Regions from separate parts of the Sus scrofa genome. Here regions 1 and 2 are each linked to region 3. Evidence: chromatin contacts called from public HiChIP or PLAC-seq data. All regions are on one chromosome and are shown on one strand. Each heading gives the region's core, a stretch centred on a gene start, on an enhancer-like site or on the middle of the called end of the contact. The rest is flanking DNA. Distances are from core to core; before and after follow the strand shown. Region 1 holds the start of PSMA5 (proteasome subunit alpha 5). Region 2 holds the start of ATXN7L2 (ataxin-7-like protein 2). Region 3 holds the start of CELSR2 (cadherin EGF LAG seven-pass G-type receptor 2).

Region 1 (3,162 bases), core at 526-3,025, 150 kb after region 3:
TTGATTTGAGTTTCTCTAATGACATGAATACATTTCTAACTTATACTACAGTTACTTTGGCAGAGAGCCCTATAAAAGAGTCTCCCATGTGAGCACAAGGATCGTGATTTTTGTTCTCTGCCGTATGTACGACCAGCAACTAGAACAGTGCCTTGTACATGGCAAGCATTCAAGTACATTAACTATGTGAATAAAAAAGTACTGTATTTTAGACATTCTTGGGAAGATACAAATAAGGATAACACAAAACAGTTAATGAAGATATTAAGTAAATGATTACAGAAATCTTAATAAAGGCTTGCTGATAAGGACAACGATTTCCATCATACATGGCCTAATTCAAAATTGTATCACCCAAAGATGATTCTCTTCAATGCTCTGGAAGCTAAATACTGACTTAAAAAGTCATTTTATAAGACAGTAGGAAAACATCAGTTTTACTTCACATATATCTTCTATGAGTCAGTAAAAAGATTTTTGAAAAGTGGTAGTTTTAAGTGATAACCACCACTCCCACCCCCCCAACCCTGACATATGGAAGTTATCACGCCAGGGATCAAACCCACACCACAGCAGTAGCCAGGGCCACAGTATTAACAACGCTGGGTCCTTAGCTCGCTGAGCCACCAGGGAACTCCATGATAAAACTTTTGATAGATTCAATATATACTTGAAAAGAAATGCAGCTTCTCAAGCCATGTAGTATAAAGAAAACATCTGCTTTTCCTGGCTTTAAAATTCAAAAAAGCTTAATAGCTACCTGAAACTTAACTGACCAAAACAGAAACTGAAAGTTAAAAAGTATGCTGTAGGCATAAGTATGTACAAGTTAATATTACTTAACATTTCTAAGCTCTGAAAGGCTTTTTTAAAATAAATACAACAATCTCATAGTTTTGGTTTCAAAAACTGATTTGGTCTCAACATACACTTAAAGTAACTCGCTACACTGTTCAACCAGTCAGAAAAGCCTAGGGCTAGCTGAATCAGCACGGTGACAAAACTCTTAAGAATCATTCTAAATACCAGTTCCCATAAAATGAGAATCCTGACATCACATCTGGGCAAAGTTGAGACTGTCTTCGCGCTTTTGCAGAAACTACACAACACAGCACGCCCTTCTACACCTCGATCAAAGGAATGGCTGCTCTATTCCCACTACCAAGAAACAGGAAACGAGGTGGTCCTCCTAGAAGGAAAAAGAAGCTGAAACTAACAAACCCATTAAGTGATCTCTAACTGTTTTTCTTCCAGGCAGCACATTTACATTTTAAAAAGGCAGTCCCGCTCAGCACGAAAAGATGGACGGAAGTAGGGTGACTCCTGTTCTTCCCCGGGTTAAAGGTCGGAGTCACGGCCCCTCAAGCCTTCTTTCCCCAAGAACAAAGCGGAGTTTCTCGCTTCCGTGCCGACTCAGGACCCAGCAGTGACTCAGCGGTAGGACATGCGCGGCCCAAAACCGCAAGTTTAGCCTCGAGAATCACAGCGAGAGGCTGGGGAGGCCAAGAGATCCTCAGGCCCCGCCAGACTTGGGTTCCTGGGGAGCCCCCATGACACGGCAGAACCCAAGCCCAGACCGGGCCCTGGGCCCGCCCACCCGTAACCCCGATCCGACGTCCCACAACCACACAGACCTGTCGTACTCAGACCGGGTAAGAAACATGGTAACGGCAGGACAAAGCGACAGCGGCTACGCGGGGATTCTAAGGGCCAACACGAGTCCACCGGCACCCAGATCACCCACACCGCCACACCACTGAGGTCCCGCTCCCAACTGCGCGTGCGCCGGCGACCCCTTAAGCCCGCCCTCCTGCGTCAGCCTCCTATTGGTTGGTCGGAGTTCCCGCCGAGGTGATTGGACTAACGCGCTCCCCCGCCAGGCCTCGGTTGGTCCTGGGCGAGCTGGGCAAAGGTCGCTCTTCCGCTTTAAATCGCGAGTGGTTGCTAGGGGCGCTCGGAGCTGAAGGCAGGTGCTGAGAGTTCGCTTTTTCGAGAATGTGTGACCACGTCCCAAGGTTGGCAACTGGGAGAACTTGTATAGAAAGTTGAGCTGACTGAACCCTTGGCTGGATAGACTCCTCGCCGACTCCCGCAATCCCCGCCAGAGCACATGGGTCCCAGTCTCTCTTCGCCCTCTACCCTCCCGGCGTTTCGCAAGATCCCTGGCTCGTCCCGCTCCGGCGCGGATTTCCTCCAGGGCTCGACGTGAGAGGTGATGGGGTGCGCTACGGTGCATTCGGGCTCGTTTGTTGAGAAAAGTTAGTGAGGTTTAGTCATTAGGAAACCCTTCAAGCTTACGCACCGCACCATCAAGGTAATTTTCCCAGCATTTCCTTCCATTCCTCTCCCCAACCCCTGCCCCCTGTACAGGTTTTCGACTTGGTGACCCAGAACTCTGAATCCTGGCTTCAAATTGTTCACTGCCTTTTTCTATTATTCATGAAGAATTAGCTGGCAATGCCATCTTTTTGTGTGTTTCTTGCTTCCCTTCCCTAAGGGTAGAAAAGCAACTTCATAGCTTCATAGCTATGAACGAATGAGTTATTTGCTCAGGAAAGCCAGTTAGGAAGTCATTTAGTGGGCAGTTTATGACTAAAAGAGAAACGCCAGCGTTCTGTTTCCGGTAATGAGACACCACTAGGCAAGGCCTCAACCTCTCCAGGCCTGTCTCTCTCAAGCGAAGTTCATAACTTGGCCCTAGATTAGGTTTGTAAATGACCAAGGCATTTCAGTGGTAGAGGAAATGTAGAAATAAGACATTTTGGATATTGATATTTATTTTTCCCATCGTTTTATTTGCTACATTCTTGAGTTCACCAGGAATTTCATTTTGTGGTTCCCTAGCCAAAAGAAGTTTGACCCTGATAAAACTGAGGAGACACTCCAAGTGGCAATCCTCAAGGATCTGTTAGATTTCTGAGAAAAGAATTATATCCTTTAGGTTTCTGGTTAGCTCATGTGGCCTTACTATTGAAAAATGTTAGTTAAGTTCACTATGCTTGCTCTTTTGAAGTTCTTTTGAAATTACTGGGGAGTTCCCGTCCTAGCTTAGGGGTTAATGAATCTGACGAGCATCCATGAGGACGCAGGTTCAACCCTTGGCCTTGCTCAGTGGGTCGGGGATCTGGCGTTGCTGTGAGCTGTGGTATAGGTTGCAGACAT
Region 2 (3,132 bases), core at 41-2,540, 200 kb after region 3:
GAAAAATACACTTAGGCACAATATTACATTCAATGTCACCAGGTTCCCGGACCTTTTGGGAATCATCTGTGGTTCTCAGGTTAAGAATCTCTGCCCTCGGAGATTATATTGAAGTACTTAACTTTCCCTGGGTGAATATGAGAAGAAAGTCCGAGGTCTTGACATCACAGACCTTGACTTATTCGACTCCAATTTGTTTTCCCCATAGATGAAATAATGAATACAGGGTGAAGTGTAAGTTGTTGAGGAGGGAAAAGAGAATCAGTTCTCTCTTTTCTGATGTGATGGTGTTGGGGGGTGGGCTTTTGTCTCTTGATTGTGTGAAGGTGGGAAGGAATGTTATCAGCTGAGAAGAAGAAAGAGGTGGATGATTAAGGTTTTCCCAGGCCTTAGCAAGGAAAATGACAGATCTGATGAGAAATCACCCTATGCCGAGGCTCTGGTAGCAACCCTTCCAGCAGAGAAAATATTCGTTAGAAAAAGAAGCCAAATTGATGGATGAAGCCAGGGTCCAGCCAGGGTTTGGGAAGAGGCAGCACAGGGTATTGATCGCAGTTCTCGGGAGGAGAGAGACGGATCAGCAGAGATGCTGCAAACACCAGCAGCCTCGGGGCCACCCCAGTTCCGGGGCTGGCTCGGGCTCGGAGATAGCTTTCTGTCATCCTGACAGGTAATCTTGGTTAGCTCAGCTAAGTCCTCCCAAACCTAGACAACGCCACTCCAATCCTCTGCTCTGCATCAGGGCAGCGTGGGTTTCCCACACAGGAGGCACAACACGAGAGTTGATGACCCTCCCCCACTCCAACCCTTGTGTCCTTCAGCACATCCTACAGACCCCCTCCCTTTGCCCTTCGGATTCACAGCGCCCACCTCACTGCACCTACCCTATTCGATCTACAGGGAAGCGAAGTCGCTTCGTGGCCGCCAGCCCAGGAAGGGGCGCCAGCCAGCTGGCGGAAGCACAGCTTAAAGGGGCGTCTTGGGCAGAGAGAGGTTTGAGACTGAGGTTTGTGAGCAGTGAGCTTGGGATAATGAGCTGGTAGCACAAAGGATGTGTGCACAAGGGTTAGGAGCAGAGGTCCTGGGGCTTTGGTCTCTTTACCCCCCTCTCCTGCAATTGTGCATTTCGAGGGGCTCTTGCTGCGAGCTCCGTAGGCAAATGCACCACCTCTAAGACTACATTTCCCAGAAGGCTACTCAAGAGGGAGAGTGAAGTGAAGGCGTCCAGTGCTGCGCTTGCGCAAAGAGTGAGCTGAAAAGGTGGGCAGGAGAGGAGAGGCGTGCCCGCGGCGAGGATGGGGGGAGGGGGCCGCGCGGCGGCGGCGCCGGGGCGGGCGCGCGTCCGCGGCGGTGATGGCGGTGCGTGAACGCGCGGCGGCAGCAATGGCCGCTCTGGAGCGGCGGGTGCCGAGTCTCGATGACTTCGCGGGACAGAGCTGGAGCTCGTGGGTGGAGCGGGCCGAGCTGCCTGCGGCCGACGGTGAGTGAAGCTCCCCTAGAGTCCAAGGACCCCATCACTGTCTCCCCTCCCCCCCTCCGGGCCCCCGCCAGCAGAGGGGAGCCGCCGACGGGAGCCGCCGTCCGGCTCCCCGGCCCCCCAAACAAAGGACCCGCCGGGTCCTAGTGCCCGCCTGCTCCGCCACCTTCGCGCCTCCGGGTCCTAGTGCCGACTCTCCGCCAGCAGCCCACCCTGCCCACCTCTGCCTCTGCCGTTGCCCAATACCTGCCCCCACATCTGCTTGCCTTTATGTTTCTCCTTGCTTGCTATCCTCCAGCTTCCGCCTCTCCTGCACCTGCCTCGAGCTTTCCCTATCTGCAGCAGTCCTCTCCACGTGTTTCCCACGCACCCCACTTCTGTGCCCCCCTCCCAGTCCCCCTTGTTTCTTCGCCTTCTGCCCCACACCTCCTGCTCCTTTTTGGCATTTGCCTGCTGGCTGCAGTGCCACCGGACCCCCCCTCCTCCGCATTAGTTCGTTGGTCCATCCATTTATCCATCCTCCCTTCCTCCCTCCTTCTGTCCATCCATCCATGCCTCCAGCCCTCCATCCTTTCCCGGGCCTCTCACCCTGCCTCCCAGGCTCTCTCTCCTGACCCTCACCTTCTCTAGGCCCCCGAGTGCTTTTGGTGAGCGGCCTGACAGCCCCTTCTCCTGATCTTTGTCTCCTGGACCCCAGGGGGCATCTGGCCTCGTGGCCTTTAGGGTGACAGCAGGCATCACGCCCCTGAAGAAGTTTACAAGTGAGAAGAGGTGAAGGAGGAGACCACATGGAGCGGTCTCTGATGACACTTGTTCTCCTCTGAGACATCCAACTCCCAGCTCAGTTCTGTCCATCGCTGCATTTTAACCAACTTAAGGGTGGGAGCTGGCCCTCGGTTCTTGCATGCCTAACCCACCGCCCCTCATAGCTGGAGATTATATAAGACTGTCAGTGTTCTTCTCATTCTAGAAAGGGGCAAGTCTATTAGTAGGTGTCAGAAGCAGACCTAAGTGGAAGCCCAGGCCACCTCAGAACTGCCCCATGCTGGGTGGGCAAGGATGGGGCCATTGTCAGGGTCTGGGTGCAATGAGAACCGGAAATGGAATCAGACGGGTTTGGTGACTCAGAATTGATTTTTTTTTTCCAAGGGACAGGGAGGGGGCGTAGAGGAGGAAGGGGAGAGAAGTAAGGCAGGGGGATGGGGAGAGAGCTGCTTTGCACAGCTAAGATGTTTTGTCATCAACAAAAACTGAGGTACAAGGGCAACCCTTGCCCACCCCCCCCCAAAGAGGAAAAGGGCTTGTGTGGATGACCAGGGGGACTTTGAAGATGTCCAAACACCCAAGACAGCAGTTTCTCTGCTCTGTGGCCATCCTCTCAACACAGGACCTGAGAAGCTGGGTGTAACTTTGACAGTGTCATAGCCACCCAGGTGGAACAGAATTGGGGATGGGGACCTGGGAGAGTATGTGTTTGGGATTCCACAGAAAAGCAGAAAGGACCCACCTGAGACATCTCAAGAAGAGACTTGGGGATCTGTAGTAAAATATATTAAGGACTGTTTCCTATTTAAGTGAGGAAGTAAGCCCAGAAAAGCGATACATTACCTGTAGTCACCCAACTAGTCAGCAGTGGAATCCTGAACTGCACTTTG
Region 3 (3,341 bases), core at 649-3,148:
TGGCCCAGAGCCTTCCTGGCTGGGGAGCAGTGGGGGTGGGCAAGACCCTGGCTCTGCCTTCTCCCAGCACCACTTTTATCTGGTTTTTATTCCAGGCTTCTACTATATTTTATTTTATTTTTTTAAAGTGCTGCACCCTCGGCACATGGAAGTTCCTGGGCTAGGGGTCAAATCCGAGCTGTAGCTCCCGGCCTACACCACAGCCACAGCCACTCAGGACCTGAGCCACGTCTGCGACCCACACCACAGCTCATGGCGATCTTGGATCCTTAACCCACTGAGCAGGGCCAGAGATTGAAACCTCGTGCTCACAGGTACTAGTCGGGTTCATTACCACTGAGCCACAACAGGAACTCTTGGGCTTCTTTTTAGATTTCACTTGAAATAAAGAATTCTACTGCTAAATATGTTTTTGAAATTCTGGGAGTTCCCATCTTAGCGCAGTGGAAATGAATCCTACTAGGAATCATGAGGTTGTGAGTTCTATCCCTGGCCTTGCTCAGTGGGTTAAGGATCCAGCATTGCCGTGAGCTGTGGTGTAGGTCGCAGATGTGGCTCGGATCTGGCGTTGCTGTGGCTGTGGTGTAGGCCAGCAGCAACAGCTCCAATTCAACCCCTAGCCCTGGGAACCTCCATATGCCACGGGAGTGGCCCTAGAAAAGGCAAAAAGACAAAAAAAAAGAAAAAAGAAGAAAAGAAATTCTGGAGCTTTTCAATCCCCTCATTTTACTAAAAGAAACTGAGGCACAAGCATTTGACCAAGGTGTCCCAAAGCTAGAGGGTGGTGGGCTTGGAGGAGAAAAGCCCTGGCCTCCTCCCTAGGCCAGCCCTCTCACCACCAGCCTCAGCCTTGTGCTGCTCCCATGGTTGGCTCCCACAGTTCCCCGTCCGTCCGGGGAAGGACGGAGCTGGCAAGAGGGCATCTATTCAGACAAGAGGCCCTGATGGAGCAGTCTAGGACTGGGGAACCTGTGTTAAAACTTGGCTCCACCCCTAGCACAGCCTCATGACCTGTACAAGTTTCACCCTCTCTAGGCCTCAGAAGCAGCTAAGTGTGTTTATACCAGCTGGCTTTGGCTCTGACACTCCTGGCTTACCTCCCCCAGAAAAGCCCAGGTGGCCTCGGAATTGAGGCTGGGGTCATCATTCTGCACTGCATTCTGCAGCTGGACCCCAAGGGGGGCAGCCTGATTAGATCACAGCTTTGCCAAGGCGAGGGGTAGGGGTAGGGGTAGGGGTCCGGGTCAGGGTAGGGGTGGAGGTTGGGGAGAGGGGCTCAGGACCTTTCTGTGTGTTCCCAGGGAAACAGAGTGTTTCTCTGGGCGGTGGGGGAGACTTTATACTATTGAGCAGGGCCATTTTAGCTCAGTCTGACCCGAGAGCTGTGGAGGGGACAGCCACAAGGGCTCTTCTCAGCAGCTAGCAACATCCAGCCTTTCTGAGCGGTGTGAGGTGGACACACGGTCTGAGAGCCCTTCAAAATATTTTGAAAACCCCTAAGCATACTTAGGGGTTACTGCCACCATTATTATCATTGCTGTCTGGCTTCTGATTAATTTCTCTCTAGACTATTGTAGGGATCTGGCATCGGCCCAGGGGCAGGCCTGGGGTGCGGTTCGTTAGGGGCAGGGGCGTCTGGACTGCGGGAATTCTAGAGACTCTTGCGGAGGAGGAAGCTGGGCGGGGCCCACCTCCTTTGGTGCGGCTGGCATCGCCACTTTAAGGCGGCGGCGGCGCGAGCAGGTCTATGGTAATGAGCCGCCGCCGCCGCCGCCACCGCTCTGCAGAGCTCGCCCGCCCGCCAGCCTGGAAGGCGAGGGAGCGTGGGGCTGGGCCCGGGGCCGCGGCGACAGCAGCGGCAGCGCCGGCGGGGACGCGGGGCACGAGCGGGCGGCGCGGGGCCGTCAGGGGCGGCCGGGTCCCGGCCAGGGTCCGGGTGCAAAGCTCCGCGGGCGCAGGTGGGCTATCCCGCGGGGGCGAGGGGCACTCCAAGGACCGGGGGACCGGCAGGGCCAAGGGCGCGGGGCCCGCGGGCGCAGGTGGAGAGAGCCGGGTGTGCAAGTAGAGGCGCCGCGCCAGCCGGTGGTGGTCGGGGTGACCCGGGTCGCGGGCCCGGCTCGGGGAACGGTGGGAGCCGGGGCGCGTGGGAGCGCGCAGCGCCAGGCCCTGTTGAGGCATTAAGGAGCAGGCCCTGCGGGGCGCACGAGTGGACCCCGGGGACTGGCGCCCCGGCCTGGGCATGAGGCGCGGCGGGGCCGGCAGGAGCGGGAGGAGGAGCCGCCGCCGCCGTTGACCCGGCCGGCCGGGAAGTGGGAGAGATGCGGAGCCCGGCGGCCCGCGCCCCCCTTCCAACGCCGCTGCCGCCGCTGCTGCTACTGCTGCTGCTGCTGCTGCTGCGGCCACTGCTGGGAGACCAAGTGGGGCCCTGTCGTTCCCTGGGGCCCGGGGGACGCGGCTCCTCGGGGGCTTGCGCCCCCGTGGGCTGGCTCTGTCCAGACTCATCCTCGAACCTCTGGCTCTACACCAGCCGCTGCAGGGATGCGGGGACCGAACTGACTGGCCATCTGGTGCCCCACCACGATGGCCTGAGGGTCTGGTGTCCAGAATCTGGGGCCCACATCCCCCTGCCGCCAGCCCGGGAAGGCTGCCCCTGGAGCTGTCGTCTTCTGGGCATTGGAGGCCACCTTTCCTCACAGGGCAAGCTCACCCTGCCTCATGAGCACCTGTGTTTAAAGGCCCCGCGGCTGAGATGCCAGTCTTGTAAGCTAGTGCAGACTCCAGGGTTCAGGGCAGGGGACAGCTCGGCAGAAGAGTCCATGGGTGGGCGTCGGAAAAGGAATGTGAATACAGCCCCCCAGTTCCAGCCCCCCAGCTACCAGGCCACAGTGCCCGAGAATCAGCCAGCAGGTACTCCTGTGGCATCTCTGCGGGCCATCGACCCGGATGAGGGTGAGGCAGGTCGGCTTGAGTACACTATGGATGCCCTCTTCGATAGCCGCTCCAACCATTTCTTCTCCCTGGACCCAGTCACCGGTGCAGTAACCACAGTCGAGGAGCTGGATCGTGAGACCAAGAGCACCCATGTCTTCAGGGTCACGGCACAGGATCACGGCATGCCCCGACGCAGTGCCCTGGCCACGCTCACCATCCTGGTGACTGACACCAATGATCATGACCCAGTTTTTGAGCAGCTGGAGTATAAGGAGAGCCTCAGGGAGAACCTGGAGGTTGGCTATGAGGTTCTCACTGTCAGAGCCACAGATGGTGATGCCCCTCCCAATGCCAATATTCTGTACCGCTTGCTGGAGGGCCCTGGGGGCGGGCCCTCTGAAGTCTTTGAG

What was found. HiChIP or PLAC-seq counts read pairs in DNA pulled down with a chosen protein or histone mark.
Region 1: a contact with region 3 is called in an H3K27ac HiChIP or PLAC-seq map of alveolar macrophages. The contact joins the promoter of PSMA5 here to the promoter of CELSR2 in region 3. A contact is called at or near these places in 1 of 47 Hi-C or Micro-C datasets (blood) and 1 of 2 datasets of contacts at active chromatin or transcription factors (alveolar macrophages).
Region 2: an H3K27ac HiChIP or PLAC-seq map of skeletal muscle shows a contact between it and region 3, with 5 times the contacts expected there. The contact joins the promoter of ATXN7L2 here to the promoter of CELSR2 in region 3. A contact is called at or near these places in 3 of 5 promoter capture datasets (fetal skeletal muscle and liver) and 2 of 2 datasets of contacts at active chromatin or transcription factors (alveolar macrophages and skeletal muscle).

The regions. Positions count from the first base shown.
Region 1 is chr4:110,694,042-110,697,203 of Sscrofa11.1, reverse strand. PSMA5 (proteasome subunit alpha 5) reads right to left here and starts at 1,775. Exons shown (of 9, transcript NM_001144901.1): 1 at 1,635-1,775. The coding sequence starts at 1,663. LOC102167065 (a long non-coding RNA gene) reads left to right here and starts at 1,865. Exons shown (of 2, transcript XR_303194.3): 1 at 1,865-2,314.
Region 2 is chr4:110,644,239-110,647,370 of Sscrofa11.1, reverse strand. It overlaps ATXN7L2 (ataxin-7-like protein 2), which reads left to right and starts at 1,290. Exons shown (of 11, transcript XM_021090075.1): 1 at 1,290-1,480. The coding sequence starts at 1,354.
Region 3 is chr4:110,843,911-110,847,251 of Sscrofa11.1, reverse strand. CELSR2 (cadherin EGF LAG seven-pass G-type receptor 2) reads left to right here and starts at 1,898. Exons shown (of 35, transcript XM_021090085.1): 1 at 1,898-3,341. The coding sequence starts at 2,319.